Linked DNA regions of Mus musculus: region 1 is linked to region 2. The links are chromatin contacts, called in public HiChIP or PLAC-seq maps. All regions are on one chromosome and are shown on one strand. Each heading gives the region's core, a stretch centred on a gene start, on an enhancer-like site or on the middle of the called end of the contact. The rest is flanking DNA. Distances are from core to core; before and after follow the strand shown.

Region 1 (7,192 bases), core at 1,409-3,908, 290 kb after region 2:
CTTATTACAAATTATTTTTGAAAGCTTCCAGGAGATGTTAATTGGCTAAAACCACACCGTAAACTCACCACAGGAGAACTTAAGCCTTTGTTAGGTGCTATCAAGTGAGATTCAAATTAACTGGTGAGAAACAAAAAAGCTTTGTGGAAAGTAGAGAAAGCTGTGATCAATTGTTATCAATTATAATCAAGGATAATCAAATATTAGCTGCTTATTTGGGCAAAGAGAACATTAATGTAGACTCATGTAAAGTTTAACATCCTATTATGATGCTTAAATTTGGGTCCCCAAAACCTTGCTGCTGAGTGAGTGCCTTATAGTATTCTACAACCAGGCATACATATGCCTAGGTAAAGAGAAAGGATCCACTTATTGGCACATTGGCATGATCCTGTTCAGGTACTTAAAATGGGGAAGAGGGGGAATGTTTTTGTTTTTTCCACAGAATGCTGCAGAAGCATGCTAGCTTCCAGAATGATTCCTGTGACAGGCTGACCTGTGAGTTCCTGAGTGCCCTGACAGTGGTGACAGGAAAGCTGTATTGGGTGTACAGAGAAGAAGGAAGCAGGGAGAGCAGACACTTGCAAGCAAAATGAAGAGACTCTCCCTATCCCTGCCACAGACTGCAGCAATGAGAGCCGACCTGGTGAGGACTAAAGAAGCTGACTCGTGAGGCGGAGAGACTGGTACAGAGAATGGACACGATGCTTTCGTCAGAGACACTGTTTTTGGCCATTTAGGCCAACTCCCCTATAGCTGTGAAGGCTTGTGTGCCTTACCCATATGCTATATTGTTGGGTAATTTTGATAGAGTTAAGATCACCAATCTTTTCAAGTCTTTTCATATTAATTGTAATTCTTGTCAATTAACTAATTGTGTAGATCCTAATTTAGATAAGGAATCTGCTGTTATGATGTTGTTAAAAAGACCTGCTTACGTTTTGCTGCCTGTAGAGTTAGGAAATAATTCTTGGTTTGAGAATTCAGGATTGCAAACTTTGAAAAAGTTAAATGAACTTATTAGACCAAAGGAGATTTGTTACAGCTCTGATTTTAGGAATTACTGCTTTAATTGTAATTTTAACTTCTTTTTGCAGTATCTACCACAGCTTTAGTTCAGCAACTACATACCTCTCATTTTGTTATAGATAAACTGGAGGCAAAGGTTAATGCTTTTTTACAAAAGGCAGTTTTAGCAATAGATTGAGACAGGATATAGCAAATATTAAGGCTAGGTTAACAGAAAATTCAGATATTAGCAGAAGCCATTTGGATACTTGGAACATTGATGAATTGGCCAGAAATTTAAAGAATAACCTAAGTGCATTGAATCCCTTGGATTAGGTTCAATATATAATCTTGTTTGCTATTATTATTGGCATTATTTTATTAGTAATCATTGTATTTCCACTCATCTTTAGAGTTCTTCTGAGATCTGTAGCTACCACGAGGCGGGACATTCTGGAACTTCGTCTAAAACATAAAAAACAGGGGAACTGCTACATCCACTCCAGTAGTGACAAGTGTGACAGGCCCCGGACACCTGGGCGCTGTCCTCAGGTGGAAAGTTCATGGAAACTTAGTCTCCTGGAATTGTGGCATCCTGTATAACGAATGCTCCAATGTCCTTGCTTTAGTTGGTAAATGGATCTGTGTGCTTTCCCTTAATATTGCTTTATTACAAGTGCTCCTAAGGATTGATTTTTTGAGATATAGCTAAGTTAGATTCTAGGCAGTCCTTGATCCAACCCTGGGCATGGATAGCTAAGTCACTGCCCTACACAGAAATTTACCATTACCTAGGAAGAAGGAAGTTTGTGACCTAAAGAGGAACCAGAGTAGTTACTTAGAACTATAGATAGCTGAGTTACACCCATACACAAGTATTTACAATGGCCTAGGGGGAAGGTGGACTATACAATAGACTAGAGTAGGAACTATGGCAAGGGCACGAAGCCCTTGCCCCTGGCTTCTAAGATTAAGTGGGCCTTAGGTGGGGCTATTTTTGATCCCAGTTGTTAACATTGAATTTTATCCCAGTTGGTTCCTGCTAGTCCTTCCGTGTTTGCATTCCTCTGATTTATGTAAGAATCCAGTAACCTCATTGTCACCTTACTTCCCTATTTTCTTCTGTATAAAAAGTTTGATGCTCTATTTGACAAATTACATCAGATCCACACTTCCTTGTGTCGAGTCTGTTTGTCACCCCAATTCCCACCGACTCTGTGCCCATCTGTCGGAACCCCTGATTCCCACGGATTGAGGGGGGCTAATTAGGCCCGGTCCGTGGCACCCGTTTTTACACTGTTGTTGAGACACTCAGAGCAGGATGGTGTGTAACAGCGGAACAAGAAGCCGCCAGTCGGCTTTTAGCAGTAGGACTCATGATGGCACAGGAGCTAACTGGGGCTGTGACAGTTGCAGGTGACTAGATGAGTGTCAATCTGCTTCTCCTATTAGGTTTGTGTGTGGCTCATCACTGAAGAGAGGAGAGTGTTTATCTCTCCCAGCAATGGCAGGGCAGATGGAGAGGGTTCTGGGGATGGAGGGAGAGTGCATTGTGGGGAGTGCACTTTCTGTGAGAATAACCAGACAGTGGGTCAACAAAGGGAGAACACGGGACTTTCTGTATGCCACAGTGGCCAAGGGTGAGTGCAGTTTGAGGCTGGCTGGAAGATTTCAGACAATATTAGAGACAACAGGCTCAGATGAGTGGCCAAGGTGGTGTCAATTTCTTGGTGGCTACCTACAGCTGGGACAACCAAGAGAATTTTCTAAATGCCAGTGGTACCTTGCTGTGGAGTAGAGTCTGCCGCCTGTCACAGTATATTACGTTTGCTTTAATCTGTTAAGGTAGAGAGGAGGACTGGGGAAGATTTTTAGCTCTGAGGGAAAAACCAAAACAAAACGGAACTTAGATTTTTCTAATATTTGACTATGGCCCCCTCTAGTGGCCATTATGTAGAATTAACCAGAATCTAAATATTTCGGAAATGAATTCAATTTTTCAGAGACAGAGTTTGCAGCTTTGAGGGACTAACCTGGATTCTGATATGCAGCCAGGTCTAGTTTGTGGTCTGAGAGGTATCTGGGTATCTCAGAACTTACTTTATGAATTACATTGGTAGATCGGTTGTTGATGGCAGAGAGATCATTGAACCAGGCACACAGAGCTGGCAGGCAAGATGGATTAAAGTCCTGCTCTATTGTGCTTAAATTCTATCACAGAGGTCGGCCCATCAATAATTAGTACACAAGAAAAAGGACGCTTTGGTTAGCAATTCCTAGGGAGAAAGCTGAGCTTGCTAGCAGGGAGCAAAGACTGAGGTGGCCAAGGAGAGCTTCTCTGAAGATGGTACAGAGGAGCAGAGGAATGTCCCGTTTAGGGACCACCGGGAGAAAGGGCTGCGTGCTGCAGGACGGCTTGCCTGCTCTGTGAGCCCACACGGTGCACCTGTCATGACTGGGAAACACTGAGCAGTTGGCATAAGCCATGAGCTGAGGTCACACGAGGGCTAGACCCCACCAGGACTGTCAGTGTGGGGTACACAAAGCCATAGGAGTTCGCTCACAACAATTTTCATCCTGTCTCAACAGATTGTATTTAAGAACTTCTCTGTTGAAATGATGGACTTTGCTTCTAAACAAGTGGAAAAAAATATTTCAAAACCCAAATTTGATGTAATCTGTTAGCTCATCAGATCAGCCAGCATTTGGTGTAGCGGGTCCATGCAGGATATTCAAGTTAGAAATAGCAGGCTCATGCTACGTTTTTATTTATGTAAGACATTGTCTTCTTGAAACAAATGTCTTATCAAGGGGCTGATATCTTTCCGAGGAGAAACTGAAAATGGTTTTCGCTCTAATGAAGATGATTCTGAAATTGAACTGGATCTTCTGCAAATACTTGATTTAGCCACACCTCCAAATACAACAGCTTCTTTTTTTCTACCCGTGCCTTACCTAGAAGAAACACTGTGAGAAGCAAGGCAGAAAATGCTAGCAGAAGTCGGCACTGTTAGGTTTGTGAGAGCAAAAAATGTAACATAACCTGATGCCTGGCCAATGGCATGCATCCAGCTGGTAGCCCTATGCTGTGCTGTGTGTTGGCTTCTGTGCCAGGGATGTAGCCCCTCCTACTTGCTGGAGATGACAGGAAGGGCATCTGTGGACTGGAGAGGTGGCCCAACAGTTCCTGCACATGCTGATCTTGCCCAGGTTAGTTCCCAACACCCACATCATAACTGCCTGTTACTGCACTTCTAAGGGGGGGGGAGACAGACAGACAGACAGACAGACAAAGAGAGACAGAGACAGAGAGACAGAGAGACAGAGAGAGATGCACATATAGACATATGCACACACAATTTTTAAGAAATCTAAGAAGAAAAGGACACTTGTACATCAATGCTTGGTGAGGAGGAAGTGAAGAAAAAGAAGGGATGTCTGTGTCTGTGAGACTGACTATGGCAACAAATGTGGGGGGCACAGAGCTCCTTTAGGGGTATCTAAGTTTGCCCCACCCCCACCCCATCTATCAAGGGAAAGAGGCCATTCTGCATAATCTTCACATTTCTCCAGGAGTCCACATTTTACGCTGAAAACTAATTCATATCCTAGAATAACAGTATAAATATGGTTTCGAGGCCAGTGGTGGTGACTTGAACCTGCACTCTCAGGGTTGCATGAAGTAGGAGAATCACTTCAAGTTCAAGGCTGCCTAGTTTACAGAATGAGAGCCATCTTAAACAAACAAACAAACAAACAAGCCAGAAAAACTAGTAAACAAATACAGCTTGGCATAACAGGCTGAACTACATGACACATTTGTAAGTGAAGTTTGTTACATGATTTTAATGCATTTTTGTATAAACAATAAAGATGTGCCAGGTGATGGCATTTAAATGTTTGTTTGCAGGGTGTGGTGGCACAGCCTTTAATGTACTTGGAAAGCAGAGGCAGGTGGGTCTCTGTAGATTCAGGGCCATCCTGATATACACAGCAAGTTTCAGGCTACATGTAGAGAGACCCTATTTTTAAAAAAAGATTATATTTGTTTATGGAATCATATTCCTTAAAGTATATTTTATATATGCATGTTTTTACTAATTCCAACTAAAACCACACTGCCTGTTGTTTTGTTAGCTCATCACCATGTTTATTCTTGGGATATAGTAAATGATATATGATATAATTAGTATATAACATACAATATGGCTGGAGTGGTCTAAGAGAAGGGAGGCATCTGTAGGGCAGAGTATGTACACTTGTTCAACAAGGTCAAGAACAAGTCAGCTGCTTAGAAGGCCTGTGGGGTGTGTGTTCACACCACCCAGCTGAACACATGGACAAGAGACCAAAACCTTGTTGTGCTTGTATCAGAGGCCAAGTGCCAGTCTCCTTTTATGAAAACAATGGGTATAAAACATGTGTTCCAATGATGTGGCATCTTACTCCTCAAAAAAATTTGAGCTACTTTTCCTTTTGCTGTGATAAAATGCCCTGACCAAAGCAACTTAAGGGAGAAAGGGCTCAGTTTGAGGTTGGTCTGTCCATCATGGTGGTGGGGACAGGGACTGCCAGCAGGAGCTACAGGTAGCTGGCCACATTGTATCCACAGCAGGGGGTGGGGGGTACCAGGGAGGCCACATTTTATCCACAGCTGGGAACCTGGGAGGAGGTTTGTTTTTGCTTTCTTTCTGCTCAGTTCAGGACTCCTGCTGACAAAATGGTGCTGTCTACAATTAGGGTGTGTCTTCCCAACTCAGTTAACCTACTCTAGATAATCCCTCACAGGTGCATGTCTGGAAGGCATGTCTCTTAGGTGAGTCTATACACTGCCAGGTTGGCAACCAGTACTAATGACCACAACATATATGTCAGGGAGAACCCGTTTTTATTATTATTACAGAGTATGAGCCAGGACTTATGTTTCTCTGTGCCCAGAGGTTTAGGCACATTTTTACATATGGACTCAGCCTTTCTGGCTCCACCCTCACATGTCTTTCCTGTTGGTGGCTGGTGAGTTTTCATGCATGTATGAGAAGCTGCAGGAGCTAGTCTGGCCTCCACTTGTTGAAACAGGGTTATTCTCGTTTCTCCCACTGTGCTTCCGGTTCCAAGTTACCTGGCCCAATCTTGTTTGCTTTCTCTATGTTGTTTTCCTTGAGTATCTGTTATAGCAGCAAAAAAACCCTGAAAGCAAGTGAGATTAAATTTATGTATTGAAGAATAAGAAACCACTAATTCAGACTGGGAAGAGAGAGGGGCTGATATGGGATGTAAAGTGAATAAATTAATTAATAATAAGAACTGACATGGATGCAGAAGCTGCACAAAGAGGGACACGTGGAAGGAAGTACCCTCTTCAGTGTCAAGACTGCCAGAAGCATCCCCTTGGGGCAGAGACCGCTTCCAAAGGAAAGAGAGACACCTTCTGAAGGAGGAGAAGTTGGATCTGAGAACTGCCACAATGATCATACTCCGTGAAATTGAGGAAAGATTCTGGTAGTTTTTTCTGCTTCCTCAAAGCCTGTCAAGATGCTAGGACATGGGCTGTTGAGATGGCTCAGTGGGTAAGAGTACCCAACTGCTCTTCCAAAGGTCCGGAGTTCAAATCCCAGCAACCACATGGTGGCTCACAACCATCTGTAACGAGATCTGACACCCTCTTCTGGTGTGTCTGAAGACAGCTACAGTGTACTTACATTTAAAAAAAAAAAGATACTAGGACATAGCAACATTATATGTGTACTACCCCAACCCTGTCCTCAAAGCCTGTCAACATTATGTATGTACTACCCCCAACCCCGGCACCAACACCCAGAAACAGGAAAGAAGGAGCTATTTAGGATTAGGAAGTGCTCTGGAATTCATATTTGCACATCAGAATAAGCTGGGCCTAAGCAAACTAGAATGTGAGTCCGGCATCCTTATGCTCAGATGCATGTAGTCCCACCAGTGATGACTGGTCAATCACACCCTGCAGGTGGTGAAACTGACCATTTAGGTATGAACTTCCTTACAGGCACACCTGAAATAATGTTTTACACGCTGAGGGACCCTAAGGGGTTTTCCAGTCCCACCCCAGTTACAGCTTTCCCCTCCTGCCTGGGGTCAAGGCTAGGCCAAGTTTCATTCTCTACCCACAGGAACATTCTTGAGTTAAAAAGTCTTAGAATGTACTGACTGA
Region 2 (7,054 bases), core at 3,617-6,116:
TGTAACATGCAAAACACTTGTACAAGATCAAGCCAACAATATCGTAAGTCAACATTCCAATAGGTAGTACTCAGTACACTACAAAAAGATGTGGAAAGATGGGGCGGGGGGTGGCATGCTGGAGGTGCGTGGGGGAGTGGGGGGTGTATAATATGATCAAGATGCATTGTTTATATGAATGAAAATGTCAAAGAATAAACACAAGATATTATATTTAAAAATACAGTTACAGACCTAAGAAAGGGATTGGCCACTGACACACTTCAAGCTAGAAAACAAATTAACTTCCACAGTTAATATGTAATGTTTTTGGTTTAATCCACTGTTTTTACACCTGATTCTTGTTAGATGTAAATGCAGGATTGGGTGCTATGGGTGCACACAGATAGAAGCAAGGAGACTACTATGCAGAAAGAGAAAAGTAAAATTCTAAAATTCCTAATTTTATAGAAGCCATGAACATGAAGTATTAAAGAAAAATTAGGATGTCAGGTTAACAAAATCAGTACTAAAAAAAATGAAAAAATGAATAGCCTAATACCAAGATTCCTAGATATTTAAAATCATCAGTGATATTATCTAGTTTTAAGAAAATCAAATGAGCTGGGCATGGTGGTGCATACCTTTGATATTAACACTTGGGGATAAGGCAAAGACTGGTGCATCCCTGTGAGTTTGAGGCTAGCCAGGACTACATACCAAGTTCCAGGCCTACCAAGGCTACATATACATAGTAAGACCTTGTCTCAAAAAGGCAAATCAAACATGAAATAAAAACATGTAATGTGAAGTAATGTATTAGAAATCTCAGACATGATGCCGCAGCATTAGGGAATGCCTTGTAAGTATAATACTAGGGAAAAACAAAAAACAAAAAAACAGTTGTATGCTGAGGAGAGTGGAGACCTAAGAACTGCATGCTAAGGGTGGACTTCATAAACACAAGAACTCTCCAATCAGAAATAACTAACTGGAAGACCTGCTGCTGCTGCTGCTGCTGCTGGGTCACAAAAGAAAAAGATTTTGCTTAAAGCATTAGAGAACAAGGTACTGAGAAAATTTAAAATCAAGGTGATGAAAGAAGAAGACATCCAGAGTTGTCTAGGGACAGCAGCTGATCCAGGAAGAGATGGTCGCAGGCACAGCTGCTTAGGCCATTTAGCACAATGCCTGGAGCAAGTTCAGATTGGGATCTTAAAGGACTACATGCTATTAGGGAGAACAGATTGAGAGGAAATAGACCAGCTTTGGGCTAAACAAAAAAATATGCTTCAAATAAGCCCAATCCTTGACTGGATTAAAGTACCCTATATTGCCGTTGCTCTGACAGTGAGAAGTCAGTCTCCAGAGGAAGACAGCTCACAGGTTTCGAATCATCTTAATCACCTACATAAGGTTCAGCTCTCTACAACGAAACTGGGCCTCCATGATGACAACACTATATGTTTCTTTAAAAGAACATTAACAATACAGAGCTCCATAGCTACAGAGAAATCCAGAAAATGAAACAGATTTTAAATGTAAAGACAAGGATTTCTCAGCAAGTCATAGAAGACATAAAATCAGACTGAAAGGAAATTCCAAAGAAAACAAAAACCTTTCAATCTATGAACTCAATGGCTGGTTTAATTAGATACAGGTTATATTAAAAAAAACAAATCAAGGCTTAGGGCTAAGGAGTTGGCTGAGAAGGCGAAGTCCTTGTTGTGTAAGGACTGAGTTTGGATCCTCAGCACTTTCATGGAGACATGTTTCTATACTCCAGAGATGAGGAAACAGGAGGTTCCCAGGGTCTCGCCTGCAAACAGTCCAGTCTAGGCTAGTCCCAGGTTCAGTGAGACCCTACCTCAAAATTTAAGGTGTAAGGTAGACAGTGACAGGGGAGGACGCCTGAGGTTGACCTTTGGCCTCTAGACACAGATCTGTGAGCGTACTAACCGCCCCCCTCTCCCGGCCCTGCACCTTAGCCAGGTAGTATTGTCATTCATGCCTGTAACCTGGGAGGCTGAGAAAAGAGGATCTTGAGTACGAAGTCAACCTGGGCAATCTAGCTAGACTGTGTCAAAGATACAAAAGAAAAAGAAAAAGGAAAAGGAAAAGAAAAAAAACAAAGAAAAGGAAAAAGAAAAAAAAAGGACAAAAATTAAAAAGAGGGGAGTATAAAGAGACAACAAACAAGCAATATTTTAAGACAAAAAAAAAAAAAGCTGAAAAATTTCTGAAATTCATGAAAGATACCAAAGTCAGACCTAAGTATTCCTACAACTCCTACTCAGAATAAAAATGCATATAGAAGCCTAAAGTAGTTCAATGCTGAAAAACAACCAACCAACCAACCTACGTCAAACAATCAGAAAAATAGTGAAAGCAGCTGGCAGTGGTTCAGGGTGGGGACATTTTTAGGCAAGAATAAGAAATGACTGAAATTATCAAAAAGCTACCAAAAGCAAAAAGCCAGGAACAAAATTAGGTCTCTTGATGTTAAGACAGATGATCTCTAGATTCCTTGCTAACAACAGTAGGCATTTTTACAGTTCAAAGCACATTAGATAATGCTTCTTGTACCAGATACAATGTTTAGAGGTTCTTAGCCTGTGGTCATAACCCTCTTGGCAACCTTTTATCTCCAAAAATATTTACATTATGATTCCTAACAGTAGCAAAATTATATTTATGAAGTAGCAACAAAAATAATTTTATGATTGAGGTCACCATAACATGAAAAACTGTATTAAAGGGTTGTAGCATTAGGAAGATTGAGAACCACTGGTTTGAAGATGAGTGTTCAAACAATATTTAAAGGTATAATTATGTTAAAAACTTTGGTGAGTTAAGAAAAATTCAGAAGGCGATTGCCTGTAAGTCCCAACACTGCGGAAGTTTAGGTAGAAAGACCACTGGGAGCTCAAGGCTACCCTGTCTCTCTGGCAAGACATCTGTCTAGGAAGAAAGAAAGAAAGACACACAGAAAGAAAGGAATAAAAGACAGAAAAAAAAAGAGAAATGAATAAGTGATTTCTTAAATACTTTGAGTACTGCATACTGTAGGTACTGAAATGGATGGAAAAATACAGATTATACGTGTATAGTTATATCACAGAGGACCTAGGTATTATATAAAATCTTTTTTTTCTTTTTTTTGGTTTATTTATTTTATTTTCAATATATAGCTATCTTCAGACACACCAGAAGAAGGCATTGGATCTCATGCCTTCTTGGATCACAACTCATGGTTGTGAGCCACCATGCTGTTGCTGGGAATTGAACTCCAGACCTCTGGAAGAGCAGTCAGTGCTCTTAACTGCTGAGTCATCTTTCCAGCCAGCCCCAATAAAATCTTAAAGAGAAAAATCATCTACCTAAAGAAATAAAATGTTAACTTTTCAATAAAAAAATTTTCAGTGCAAAATTTTCTCATTAAAAAACTGATATAAAGACAAAAGTATAATTTAAAAAAGGAATCCAATATCACATAGGAACATAAATCTTAAAATAATACAGAATCCAGGACAGTATATTAAAAAAAGGAAGCTAAGTAGGTTCATTTAAAAATGCAAGATAAGTTCAACATTAATGGAATAACCCATAATTGCATACCATTAGTAAAACAAATATAAACAGGTACAGAAAACAATCATAAAATTTAAGGCACATACAACAAAACAACAACAAACCCAGAAGGCTAAGTAATGTTCAGAGAAGTTTAACGGGATAGCAAAGAACACACTTAGAAACATTCTAATGAAAGTATCACCAATAAGTGTTGCTTTAACACGAAAAATACAGCTTATCACTCTAATTGTATCTATTAGTTACTGTGCCCAAGTGTTTTAGTACTTTTAAAAGAGCACCAGATTTTCCAATAAGAGAAAAGTACTCCAACGTACAGAGATTTTTACGCGCCAGGAAAACGTACAAACTTGCTCTGAAATCATGTCGCCTGGATTAAGGTATCTATTTATCCAAAGAAAACACAGGTTCCTGAAACTCTAATTCTGTTTTAAATTTTTAAAAGTTGCAGACCCATTTGTTACTGATTTAAATCAAAGCAAATAAAAACTTTATAGGCCTTAGACGACAGTCACACACACAATTTTGTACACAAAGGCTACCCACAGACCTCGAATTCCTGTCTTAGAATTCTTTCAACCCTCAACCTAAACGTTAAGTTATGCTAGAAAAGAAAGCCAAGGGTAAGAGCTTGGATTCCATGTTGCGTAAACGTGACCTTTGGGTCGTTCAACCAACTTCTGGAGAGGCTGTAAAGCTTTTCCATGACTTTTGCTCTCTATCCTTGTCCTGGCTGGGCCAACGTCGCGCTCGGCAGCAGACCCAAGCTCGTCGCTTTGAAGCGGGTCAGGCTGTCCCGCCCCCCCATGTCCCGCAAAAGCGAAAAGGCAGGGAAGCGCCGCTTTTCTTTCTAGCTCCTGCATCCGTGGGGCCGGCGGGGCGCCCGGGGGAAGAACGGGCGGTCGTACAGCCAGCAGACTCCAGACCCGCTCTGCACTCGCCCCGGGCCGGCAGCGGGAAGCGACGCCTCCCCCCAATAACGGCTTCAACCGCCTCCTGCCAAGTCCCCGCTCTGGCCTCCAAAGTCGCGGCCCAAACACCTCACACTCACTGGTAAGTGGGGCCGGGGCCGGAGCCCGGCCCGGGGCCGGCCCCGGGAATTCTGCGAGACTCCCAGGGTTTGGGGGGCGGCGGCGGCTGGGAGGCCATCTCTCCGCCAGCTCCGCTCCGGCTCAGGGAAGCGACTGCGACGGCTGGGTGAAGGAGCGCCTCGCTTGCCAGGCACGACAGGCAGAACACCGAGCCCTCCGCCCCGCCCACGCCTGACGTCAGGCCAAGGCGTGTGGTCAGGCGAAGCTGGAGGAAGGAGGAAGGGAACAGCTAATTTGCTGGGGTGTGGGAGGGGGTCGGGAGTCGGGAGAGCGGGACGTCCCTCTTTCTTTTCCCTAGTCTGGGTTTCAAATTTGAGTAGGGGCTCATCGACGTTTCTGGCAGCAGCTACTACGACCTAGGTGCCGAGTCCGTCGGAGGCTCCTTTGCCGGCCGACCCTTTAAGGCTAGCAGTAAAGCCCCTCGCAGTCTTTCGTTCGTAGAGCTAGGGGGAGTGCAGGCTGCCAGGCGGACAGCCTTACAGGTCACCGTGTAAGACGAGGGGGTTCCTGCATTCCTCTCGTGAGGGGCCTGGTACTTTCGTTGTAAAGCTCTGGTTTTCTTGGGGAACACAACGGCTGAGCGCAGTAGGTGCGCTGTCTTTACTCTTCCCCGTTCCCACCCAGGGCCGAAAAGGGTTAAGACTCGGCTGCGGCATCTTGGGAGAAGGTAAGGCCTAGGAAGTACGAGGTGAGGGGTTAGGGACTGGGTGTCGAAGAGGCGTAGCTGCAGTCCCTTTTGTTTGTTAGTCAGGTGGAGTGAGTGGTAAGTTTCTAGAACCTCAGCACATAGAGTTAAGGGCTTGTTTGGCCAGAACAGAGCTTTCCCCTTACCTTTCCCCTACTCCCATGCCAGAGGACGAACTATGCCTGTGCAGGAGGAAATGCATTAAAAAAGATCTTATGGTGTGAAACTCAAGACTGTTTCAGCTACCCCCCTCTCCCCCGCTGGCTTTGATTCTCTATTTAGCCTAGGTTAGCTTTGAACTCATGGAGATCTTCTTGTTTCTTGTGTACTGAAATTATAAGCGTGAGCGCTTACACCTGGCAAGAAGATGCATTTTTACATAATTATTTCCAACTCCTCATAGACTCTTTACTTAACATTAAATTAATAGGTTAAGTGAACTGATAGACGGGATTATGAAACTGAAATAAATACTTGGCCACATGGAGTTTCTTGATTTTTTTTTCTTTAATAGAGTATATTCCCATATTGTAAGTACTTCCTTGAAAGGTTTACACAGGCAACCCTGAGTGGTCCCAAGTCCCGGAATCGGAAAGTTTTTAATGTCATGTCCAGAGCAAGCTTGTCTTTCTTTGTTCCTCTCCCCTGTAATCCACATACTCACTTAGTCAAGTTCATATTTTAGAATATAGATATGACAAGCAGTATTTGAAGGGTACAAAATAGAATTTTTCAAATGAAAGCTTTTCTTTTTAAGGACATAAATACAGCACGTAGCTGTAGAATACTGAAAGTGCTCATTTTAGTTTCTTCTAGTATGCTTCCACTGACTGAGGAGAACAAGCACGTGGCACAGCTGTTGTTCAGTTCTGGCACCTGTCCAAGATGCATCTTAAGATTCTGTGGTGTGGATCTTCCCGCACCTTACAAACACCCATCCAAGGTATATTCTTTTTAAATTAAAGAATGTTTTTTTATAGTTTGGAATGAATGTCACTAGCTTTGAGTCCTGTGAGTAACATATAATTCCACTAAAAAAGGAAGATTATCAGCTATTGGATGGGTCACACGGCCCCCAATGGAGGAGCTAGAGAAAGTACCCAAGGAGCTAAAGGGAACTGCAACCCTATATGTGGAACAACAATATGAACTAACCAGTACCCCGGAGCTCTTGTCTCTAGCTGCCTATGTATCAAAAGATGGCCTAGTCAGCCATCACTGGAAAGAGAGGCCCTTTGGACTTGCAAACTTTATATGCCCCAGTACAGGGGAACGCCAGGGCCAAAAAGGGGAAGTGGGTGGGTAGGGGATTGGGGGGGTGGGTATGGGGGAACTTTTGGGATAGCATGGGAAATGTAAACGAGGAAAATACCTAATTAAAAAAATATCAAAAAAAAGAAGGAAGATTAATAAAATTATTCCTACAAAGGTAATTTTGAAACTGCAATTACCTTAAAAACTTGATGTAGGAATATAACTATTTTCAGGTAACTATCATTTAACAGTTAGTGCAGAGAGAGGTCTATGGTGGGATTTTTTTTTTTTTTTTGCTACATTTAATATTTGTGAAGACATTTTATAAAGGGCATCTAAACACAATACCACTAGATATTGCTTCTTACATACATTAATGCAAAGCAACAGGACAATTCATAGTCCTGATTTCTTCTTTTAAACAGAAAATGAGTTCAGTTATGTTTTTTTAAAT

What was found. HiChIP or PLAC-seq counts read pairs in DNA pulled down with a chosen protein or histone mark.
Region 1: a contact with region 2 is called in an H3K4me3 HiChIP or PLAC-seq map of pro-B cells, with 4 times the contacts expected there. The contact joins the enhancer-like site here to the promoter of Pus10 in region 2. A contact is called at or near these places in 16 of 39 promoter capture datasets (the 3T3-L1 cell line, 3T3-L1-derived adipocytes, the C10 cell line and 10 more), 10 of 15 datasets of contacts at CTCF or cohesin (CD8 T cells, the G1E-ER4 cell line, the NIH/3T3 cell line and 5 more), 259 of 484 Hi-C or Micro-C datasets (the 63-12 cell line, the AML12 cell line, the AtT-20 cell line and 127 more), 37 of 115 datasets of contacts at active chromatin or transcription factors (the 230-238 cell line, CD8 T cells, the HPC-7 cell line and 24 more) and 5 of 9 other capture datasets (adipose tissue, embryonic stem cells, liver and 2 more).

What each region holds. Positions count from the first base shown.
Region 1 is chr11:23,951,618-23,958,809 of GRCm38.p6, forward strand. No RefSeq gene overlaps it. Among named protein-coding and RNA genes, the nearest start is that of Papolg, 60 kb to the left of the region's middle. Within about 2 kb of position 2,659, at least 20 of the 459 cell types and tissues checked have an H3K27ac peak or open chromatin away from gene starts, as enhancers often do. A contact at or near this core is called in the 63-12 cell line, the CH12 cell line, the MNK3 cell line and 6 more, where this site is marked.
Region 2 is chr11:23,661,126-23,668,179 of GRCm38.p6, forward strand. It overlaps Pus10 (pseudouridylate synthase 10), which reads left to right and starts at 4,867. Exons shown (of 18, transcript NM_028304.3): 1 at 4,867-5,328; 2 at 6,153-6,289. The coding sequence starts at 6,164. Pex13 (peroxisomal biogenesis factor 13) reads right to left here and starts at 4,758. Exons shown (of 4, transcript NM_023651.5): 1 at 4,622-4,758. The coding sequence starts at 4,719.